Linked DNA regions of Sus scrofa: regions 2 and 3 are each linked to region 1. The links are chromatin contacts, called in public Hi-C maps. All regions are on one chromosome and are shown on one strand. Each heading gives the region's core, a stretch centred on a gene start, on an enhancer-like site or on the middle of the called end of the contact. The rest is flanking DNA. Distances are from core to core; before and after follow the strand shown.

What was found. Hi-C and Micro-C count contacts between places; a contact is called where the count stands out from the background.
Region 2: a Hi-C map of liver shows a contact between it and region 1, with 7 times the contacts expected there. The contact joins the promoter of EGFR here to the enhancer-like site in region 1. A contact is called at or near these places in 5 of 47 Hi-C or Micro-C datasets (embryonic fibroblasts, epiblast stem cells and liver) and 1 of 2 datasets of contacts at active chromatin or transcription factors (skeletal muscle).
Region 3: a contact with region 1 is called in a Hi-C map of liver, with 7 times the contacts expected there. The contact joins two enhancer-like sites. A contact is called at or near these places in 3 of 47 Hi-C or Micro-C datasets (epiblast stem cells, liver and skeletal muscle).

What each region holds. Positions count from the first base shown.
Region 1 is chr9:139,179,846-139,182,562 of Sscrofa11.1, reverse strand. All of the region lies in intron 1 of LOC100517727 (a long non-coding RNA gene), which reads right to left. Among named protein-coding and RNA genes, the nearest start is that of SEC61G, 45 kb to the right of the region's middle. Within about 2 kb of position 1,337, at least 9 of the 83 cell types and tissues checked have an H3K27ac peak or open chromatin away from gene starts, as enhancers often do. A contact at or near this core is called in liver, where this site is marked.
Region 2 is chr9:139,301,085-139,303,801 of Sscrofa11.1, reverse strand. It overlaps EGFR (epidermal growth factor receptor), which reads right to left and starts at 1,392. Exons shown (of 28, transcript NM_214007.1): 1 at 1,192-1,392. The coding sequence starts at 1,279.
Region 3 is chr9:139,262,834-139,265,550 of Sscrofa11.1, reverse strand. No RefSeq gene overlaps it. Among named protein-coding and RNA genes, the nearest start is that of EGFR, 38 kb to the left of the region's middle. Within about 2 kb of position 1,315, at least 18 of the 83 cell types and tissues checked have an H3K27ac peak or open chromatin away from gene starts, as enhancers often do. A contact at or near this core is called in liver, where this site is marked.

The DNA of each region.
Region 1 (2,717 bases), core at 88-2,587:
AGTTTTCCCAGCACTGCTTACTGAAGAGGGGATCTTCTCTCCGTGGCATATTCCTGCCTCTTTTGTTGTAGATTAGTTGACTGTAAGTGTGTGGATTTACTTCTGGCTCTCTATCCTGTTCATTGACCTAGGTTTCTGTTTTTGTGCCGGGACCATACTACTTTGATGACCACAGTTGTGGAGTAGAGACTGACACAGAGAATGCGATTCCTCCAGCTCTGCTCTTCTTTCTCAGGATGGTTTTGGCTATTCAGGATCTTTTGTGTTTCCAAACAAATTTTCTGAATTACTTCGTCTCCTCTGTGAAAAATGCCGTTGGTATTTTGACAGGGATCACACTGAATCTGTATACGTGTGTGTGTAAATATATATTATATATATATGTATGTATATGAATTTAGAGTTACCACAATCTCAAGCTCATGAAGCACTTGGAAATTCCTTGCTTCACATCTTAAATTAGAAATTGCATCCTCAGAGTTCCCATTGGGCTCAGTATGTTAAGGGCCTGACATAGTATCCATGAGGGTGTGGGTTCAATCCCTGGCCTCGCTCAGTAGGTTAAAGATCTGGAGTTGCAGCAAGCTGTGGCATAGGTTGCAGAAGTGGCTTGGATGTGGCCTTTCTGTGGTGGGCAGCTGCAGCTCTGATTTGACCCCTAGCCCAGGAATATCCACATGCTGCAGTTGCGTCTGTAAAAAGGAGAGAAAGAATGAAAGAACGAACGAAGGAAAGAAGGAAGGAAGAAAGGAATTACCTCCTGCACAAAATTATCCAGACTGCCCACATTAGGATCAAGTGTCTTTCCATCCCGTGGCCCCACAGCTTCCTGATGAGGCACAAATCGGCTCACAGCAGTGCCCCCCCCCCCCAAAGGTCCAAGAATGCTGGTTGTAACTCTTGGTCCACAGTGGGCTGCGCCTAGCTCTGTGCACATAATCGAGCTTTGTAAATAAAGAGATGCCTTTAGCACCGTCTATAGAGAACCCTAGGCCACTTGATTCATCAGGGGAACGAGCTCTGGGCCTTTGCCTTAGTAGTTGGTGAACAGGGCCCCTCTGCAGCCTCTTCTGCTGACTGCTGGGCCCAGAGCACTGGGTTCCCAGAGGATCCCTGCCCACAGCATCAGCAGCACCTGTGAACATGATAGGACCACAGATGCACAGATGCATCACACACTGGCAGAATCAGACCTCAGGGTGAGGCCTGGCTGCATTCTAATACCCAGCTGCTGACTCTGACCCCCCAGAGGCCCCAAGGAGTCTGAAGGAGCAGCTCTGCTTGCCGCCCACTGAGCCCAGCTGACAGGGACGGACCTCGTGCCAGCAGAGGGAAGCAAAGGGCAGCAGAGCCTAGACAAGCTGAGGGGGAAAGAGGAACCCCGGCCGGCAGCTCTGGCCCAGCACATCCAGGGCCAAGTGCAGATGCAGCTTCCAGAGGGAGGGGATCCCAGATTACTCAGACTCTGGGTTGAGCTGGGGACACAGAGCGTGGGTGGATCAGTGGGGGGAGCTGAAGAGGAGACCAAACTTGACGTCATGTCAGCGAATCAAGCAAAGCACAGTCCTGACTGAAGGATGCACTCAGGGCGCAGTAAGACCTGCCTCAGCCTTCCCTTCGGGATCTCATCGCGAGGCTCAGAAGCCCGGCTGTGGGACTTGCAGTTCTCACTCTCAAATGTACAGGTAATATTGGGGCAGCTTTCGCCATAATGTTCTGCCCCCTGAGCCCTTTACTCATCCTTTAGTTTCTCAGCTCATGCAGGATAGAGGAGGGGTAATCTGAAATTCTGCCTTCTTTGCCTGAAACAAGGCTCCTCTCAAAGTTAAGGCCCGGCTGCTTTTATTTCTGCTGTGCTTACTGAATGATACGACGGATGTGAAAGTCCTTTGCAAAGTACACACTGTACAGATGCAAGCTACTGTTGTCACAAGGGCTCCAGTGACCAGACTTTGTGTACCTACGTCCCCACATCAGATGATCCATCTTCTCAAAGATTTGTTTTGTGAAAGGCAGTGTGGTTATTAGATTGGGCCTGGCCTTTGGACTGTAATAGGCTGGTTCAATCTTAGGTCAGTTAGTTACTTTCTGCAGGATGCTGCATAGCTGTTGACTCTTGTTAGCCTCTGAAATAAGACTGAGATCATAAAATCTGCCACAAGGATTAAGTGCAGGATGTACGTGGTGATTGATGTACACAGGACAGGCACACAACCACGCAACTTTCTTTTATAAGATAAGACTAAGCAGGCCGAAAAAGGGCTCAGAACATCAGACGAAGTGATAAAGTTAAAACATGTGCCACTCCTGTTCCTCTGTTCTGCTTCTGCTGCTCACTTCCCATCCTAAATTAAAAGCTGATTCCTTGGAAAGGCCTTCCAAGCCAAATCCTTATAAAACCCATCCTTCGTTCCAAAGCCTCCTGCTTCTTCCTCTCACTTTGGTCACGCTGGGCCCTCAGCTTTCCTCAAATGTCACATCAAGGGGCGGTCTTCCTTGTCACCTCACCCAACTGAGCTTCCAAAACTCTCCATGCCATCACCCCTCTTTCTGAATTTACTTTTCTCTTTGAACTTCTAATCAGCTAATATGAAATGTTTCTTATTCCTCTTCCTTGTTTCCTGCTCCCTCATTGGAGGGTCCACAGGTTAGGGATTTGGGTCTCTTCTGCTCACTCTTCTAAATCTGGCACCCACAGTGCTGCCTGGTATATGCTA
Region 2 (2,717 bases), core at 143-2,642, 120 kb before region 1:
ACTTCAGGGATTTCACCTCCATGGCCAGTGAGATCCACGCCTGGCTGCCCAGCAGAAGCACCTGAGGAGCTTTTCAAAATCCAGATGCCTCAGTCTCATCCCAGACCAGTGAAATTAGGCAGTCTGGGGGTGGGAGCCAGACAAGGTGTCTTGTTTCGTTTTAAATCCCAACCGATTCTAATTTGCAGCCAAGTTTGGGGTGCACTGCTTTAGGACTTACTGCTCCCCCCACCATCGCACTCAGCACCAAACCCTGTCTCGCTGTGCCAGTGACATCAACAGCAAGTACAGACCTGACTCTTGGAACCCCGGCTGCTTGAGTCTGAAATTGTGCAATTAAACCTTCTCAGGCATGTTTCTCATGTCAAGTGGGTTTATGGTCGGTAGTCACGAAGCCAGACTCGCTCATGTTTGGTCTGGACATTTGGCCCACGTGAACCACGGACATCAATCCGGTTTTTTTTTTTTTTAAAGTTTAATATTTTGGTTGGCCTGATGTCAAATTCTTCAAAAAGCTAAAAGACACATCCCAGAGAGAGAAATCTCTAGATTTTGAGGAGGAACGCTTGCTGTGAGCCATATTTTGAAACTGTGGGGACCCGGCCGGCCCGGATGCGTCCCGCCCCTGGACCGTTCGCCCCAGAACTGGCCCTCCTGCCGCGGCCGCTCCCACCGCCCCGTCCCTTCCACTGCGAAGCGCGGACACGCCGCCCAAGGGCTGCAAGAGGGGACAAATCTCGGGAGTCCCGGGAAGTGGCTACTCGCCGCCCGAGGGATGCGGACGGCGGGAGGCGCTGCGGGACGCGGAGGGGCGGTGGGGCCGGAGGACCTCTGGCCTCCCGGTCCCGAAGCGCAGGTGGCCAGTGCCCGGAACGAGCTCTCGAGCCTCTGGGTCAAGGCCGCGCCAGGAGAGGGGTCGGGGAGCTGGCTCCGGCGTGGGGCGCGGGTGCGGGGCCGGGCGCGGAGGGCCGCTCGGGTCCCGGGGTCCGGGCACGGGCCCCGCGTCCCGCCTGCGCCGCCCCCCAGCCCGGCGCACCGCGGGCGCACGTGCGGGGACGCGCTCGCCGGGGCGTCCACCCCGCGGGGGCCGGGAGGGCGGAAGGGAAGCGGCGCTCGGGCTCCTCGGCCCGCCGCGCCCGAGGCTGCGCGGCCGCCTGAGGACGGGCGGGACGGCGGCGCGGTCGCCCCTACCTTTCTTCTCCTCCAGCGCCGGACTCGCCTGGAAGTGCGCGGCCAGCAGCGCCAGGAGCGCGGCGCCGCCCGCCCAGGAGCGTCGCATCGCGCGGGGCTCGGCGCTCGGTCGGGACGCAGCGATGGCCGGGGCGCGGGGCGCGGGCTCGGCGGCCGGAGCGGACGGGGATCGCGCGGGCCGCGGGCGTGAGCTCCGAGCCGGGGCGGAGGCTGCGCGCTGCGCCGGCCGCCCGGACGTCTGGCTCGCGGGGGCGGGGGCGGGGGCGCGGGGAGGCCGGGCTCGAGGAGGAGGGACCGGGAGGAGGGGCGGGCGGCGCGCGGGGCGGAGGAGGCGACAGCGGGAGGAGCGCCGCGCGGGAGCGGGCTGCGGAGCCGAGCCCCGGGAGGACTGCCCCGCGCTGCCCCGCCGGCAGGGCAGGTCCTCGCCCACTTGCCTGCTGCTGGCGACCTGACCTTCCTGGAGCCACCTTTGCCCCCGGGTTGCCCATTCCCCTCCGCCGTCCTCCAAGTTGCAGAGCAGACGTGTCCCGGCGCGGAGCAGACCGAGCCTTCTGCCCAAGGCCGGATGCTGGCCCAGCGGGGGAGACCACTGTTTAATTGTGGCCCCAACTTCTCTGAGCACCTCGGGATCCCAGGGCGGGTCAGAGGCTGGCCTGGCGGCAGAGGCGCCCCCTGGCCTCTGAGATGCACTCAAGTCCCAGGGTCCTTCAGGTCCCGTCAAGCACCCTTGAAATCATCTGAAATAAGGACTCCCACCTCTAGCACAGATTCTGGCCTTGGGGAAATGTTTGTTGAGTGAATGCATAGGCACCAAAGGAGCCCGCAGCATTTCATGGGCCGTGCACCAGCGAGCAGTACTTGAAAGACGAATGATTGCAGGAAATCACTTCAAAAAAGTCAAGCACTTAGAATAAAGGCTTAGCACACACACTAGCTGTGGGCCCCCCTGCCTGAAGACAACCACGCTGCAACTCTGACAGGAGAAAAGCCGGGGAAACCTACTCAGGATTCGGCCAGAAGAAAGCCGGCTTTCTCGGGCTGCAGGAAGGTTTTAGCTAAATGCTTCCAGCAAAGCCCGCCCTGCCCTACTCCTCCTCCTCCTTCAGGACAGATGTCTTCTGCCTGTCTACAGCCGACTCCCTCTCCCACAAGACCCATTGTGACTTCTCGCGGGCCTTCAGCTCTGGTTGGCCCCACCTTTTAAGCAGGAATCATAAACCTGCAGTAAGTGGAGCTAAAGCAGGGCCTTTCCTACATGTGGGGGAGCAAAGCTTTGCATCTTTCCTTACCGAGCATTGGGTCCGTGGAACTTTAAGATGAGAATCATTTGTGTTTGTTTCTTTGTTTTAAGGAAGTCCCTTCATCCATTTAAGGATGAAGAAGGCTTTGTAGGTTCTGCAGGCCATGGCTTTGGTCCCTCCACGCTCTTCAAACGAAGGCAGAAATGGTCTGTAAAGAAAAGCGCCACCTGCTAGAGAAGGGCACCAAAGTGACAGCAGTGGGCAGAGGACGCAGCCAGGGTGTGT
Region 3 (2,717 bases), core at 66-2,565, 83 kb before region 1:
GTGCCGAGTTGTCTTTTGCACTTAGTAAGACGGCAGAATCGCTGCTGTGTTGGAGATGAAGCTGGTACATTCACCCATAATATGCATCATGTAAATTAATGCGATGCTGCCTACAACCCATCTAGAAGCATCTATCATGACAGAAACAGCAAACAGACATGCATACCGGCAAGTAAAAAAACACCTTTCCTTTAGAATCCTACTTTTGGGGATTTAAACTACAGACTTTATCTAAAAGTAAAAAAATGGTTATTGTAGTATGTGTGCATAATAGATAGCAGTGCAAAATTTTGGCATCAACCTTAATAGTCCACAAAGAAATTAAAATCGAAGTGAATTTCAGGATGCAGAACTTAAAATAGTCATTATGGACTTTGGCTACATGGAAACTCTTGATGTAAAAACAAAATATATACTCATTTCTCCTTTTTTTCTGCAATAGAAAAATGGAAATCATTTGGCATATTGGGATAAGCAGCATCAATGAACTTGAACAACAATTAAGTAAACGTCAACTTTTTAAATGAACTGCTATTAACTGTGGTGCATGGATTGTTACATTTACTTTAGCTCTTTGTAGCAAAACGCTTTGCAAATGTCAGGCCTTGTTTCTCCCAACTGCAGGCTGGCCCTGCCCTTCCAGCCCCTCAGTGCAGATAGCACCCAGCTGGGGGTTCGGCGGCAGCCCCTTGTGTGCAAAACAAAGGCTGCCTACAGATTTCTACCAAATGCCAATGCCTGGGAGTGGGGCTGGCCGTGCCCACAGGTACCCAGGCCAGCCTGTTTCTCCCCAACACCAGGCGCGGCCGTGTGACCCGATAAGCCGCCACATGCTGGGCCTCGCTGTCCCTCCGGGTCACGCGGGAGAGCTGGGCGTTTCGTTGTTGTTGTTTTCCTTTCAGCTCAGCTCTGCGGTTCCCCTGGTGTCTGGAGGTAAGTGTTATCCCTCGGCCACCCTCCCTTCTCCAGTGTGACAGCTACCCACCCCCGGGTCACGCTTCTTGGCTGCCCATAGAGAGGGGCCTGGAGTTTGTCACATTCGTTGGTTGTATTTAGGCTTTTGGAAATCATTAACCTAGTTGTGAATAGACCCAATTACTGCCGCCGCCTCTGAAAGTGTCTACGTTGGATCCGTATGCATTTATTTTTTAGCCTTTGGTCTGAGTCACCGTGTTTATAGGATGCTTACTGCATGATCCGAGATGGCAGAGGGTCCCTTGGGAGAGTGAGGTTCCCGAACATGTTCAGGCAATAGGACCAGGGGCTGTTTCGGTTCTTGTTTGTGAAAAAATACACGTGCGGAGTTATGGAGACATAGTTGGACTAGCTGGCGTCTGGCACATTCCAAGGGCACGTTCAGGTGTGCAATCTCCCTGGCTGTCTCATTACCCAGAAATGGGATCTTTTACTGGAATGAGAACAAGCTCAAACAGTACAAAGTGCAAGCAAACCTCTCCTGAGCTCGAGGTTTTCTCTGGCCTCACACTTAACCATTGACTGCCAACCCCTCTTCCTCCCCAAAATCAAATGTTGTGAATCCGGGTTGTAGGTGAGTTATCAGGCACGCCCGTACACTGTGCCATGCTGGATTTTCACTTGGGATTCAGGTGCTTCTCTGAAACTTGGCCTCTTAGAGCTGAAAGGGAAAGGCTATGAAAAGAATGTTAAATTTGCTCCATGCAGAAACTTGATATACAAATTCTATTTAAAGAAACGGTTTGATAAGTAAATTTGACATTTTGAACAGTCTTGTTAATTAAAACCCTTATACATTTTCTGTCATGCTTTTGCATTTTTTTTTTTTCTTTTTAGGACTGAACATGCAACTTATGGACATTCCATGTTAGGGGTCGAATTGGAACTACAGCTGCCAGCCTACAGCAATGCTGGATACTTAACCCACTGAGCGAGGCCAGGAATCGAACCTGCATCCTCATGGATACCAGTCAGATTCAATACCAATGAGCCACAATGGGAACTCCTGCATTTGCATCTCGAAAGCAGCACCTAAATACTCCATTTGTTGAAAAGTATTTGTTGATCTGTCTCATTTACACTTTTAATATAACCGTCACTCTAAGGATGAGCCAGATTCTGAGCTAAACACCTTAGCAGGTTGACTTTCTTAAATCCCCCTGACAGGCTCCTTAGGATTTCTCCATGCATTACACAGCTTATAGGATTAGGAGGGGGCTTTGCTGAAGTAAATGATGGCACAAAGTCCGTGTGGGTGGAGGAGACACGGCAGGGGACAGAGAGGGGTTTCCGGTGGTGGATAGAACTAGCAGGGAGCATTATCTGCCCTTGAAGGCCAGCCTCTACCCAGGAAGACACCTGGGAAGGTGTGCTGCCACCTTGCAAACTCCATAGGCAGTCAGCCTGGACGCCAGGCTCTCTAGTGGGTCTGTGGTCCCAGCACACACACGTGGGCATCAGGGAGAAGGCTTGTCTCTTAGGGGAGGCCCTTGGAAGGCTTGTATTCAGTGACATCCAAGAGGTACCTGTAAAAGACCGTCTGGGGAAAGGGAGTGGTTGTACTTGACTCTTGTTGTGGCTTTAAGGAGTGAGGTCCCCTGACACCAGCGGGTGGAAAGCAACTGCAGTACTGGCTGAATTCCTGTCTGATGGGATGCTCCTCAGAAGATTGCCTCTCTCTTTTTTGTGCCCAGAGAACTTGAGAACAGAGAGGTTGCTCCCCCAGCCAGTACCCGATACAC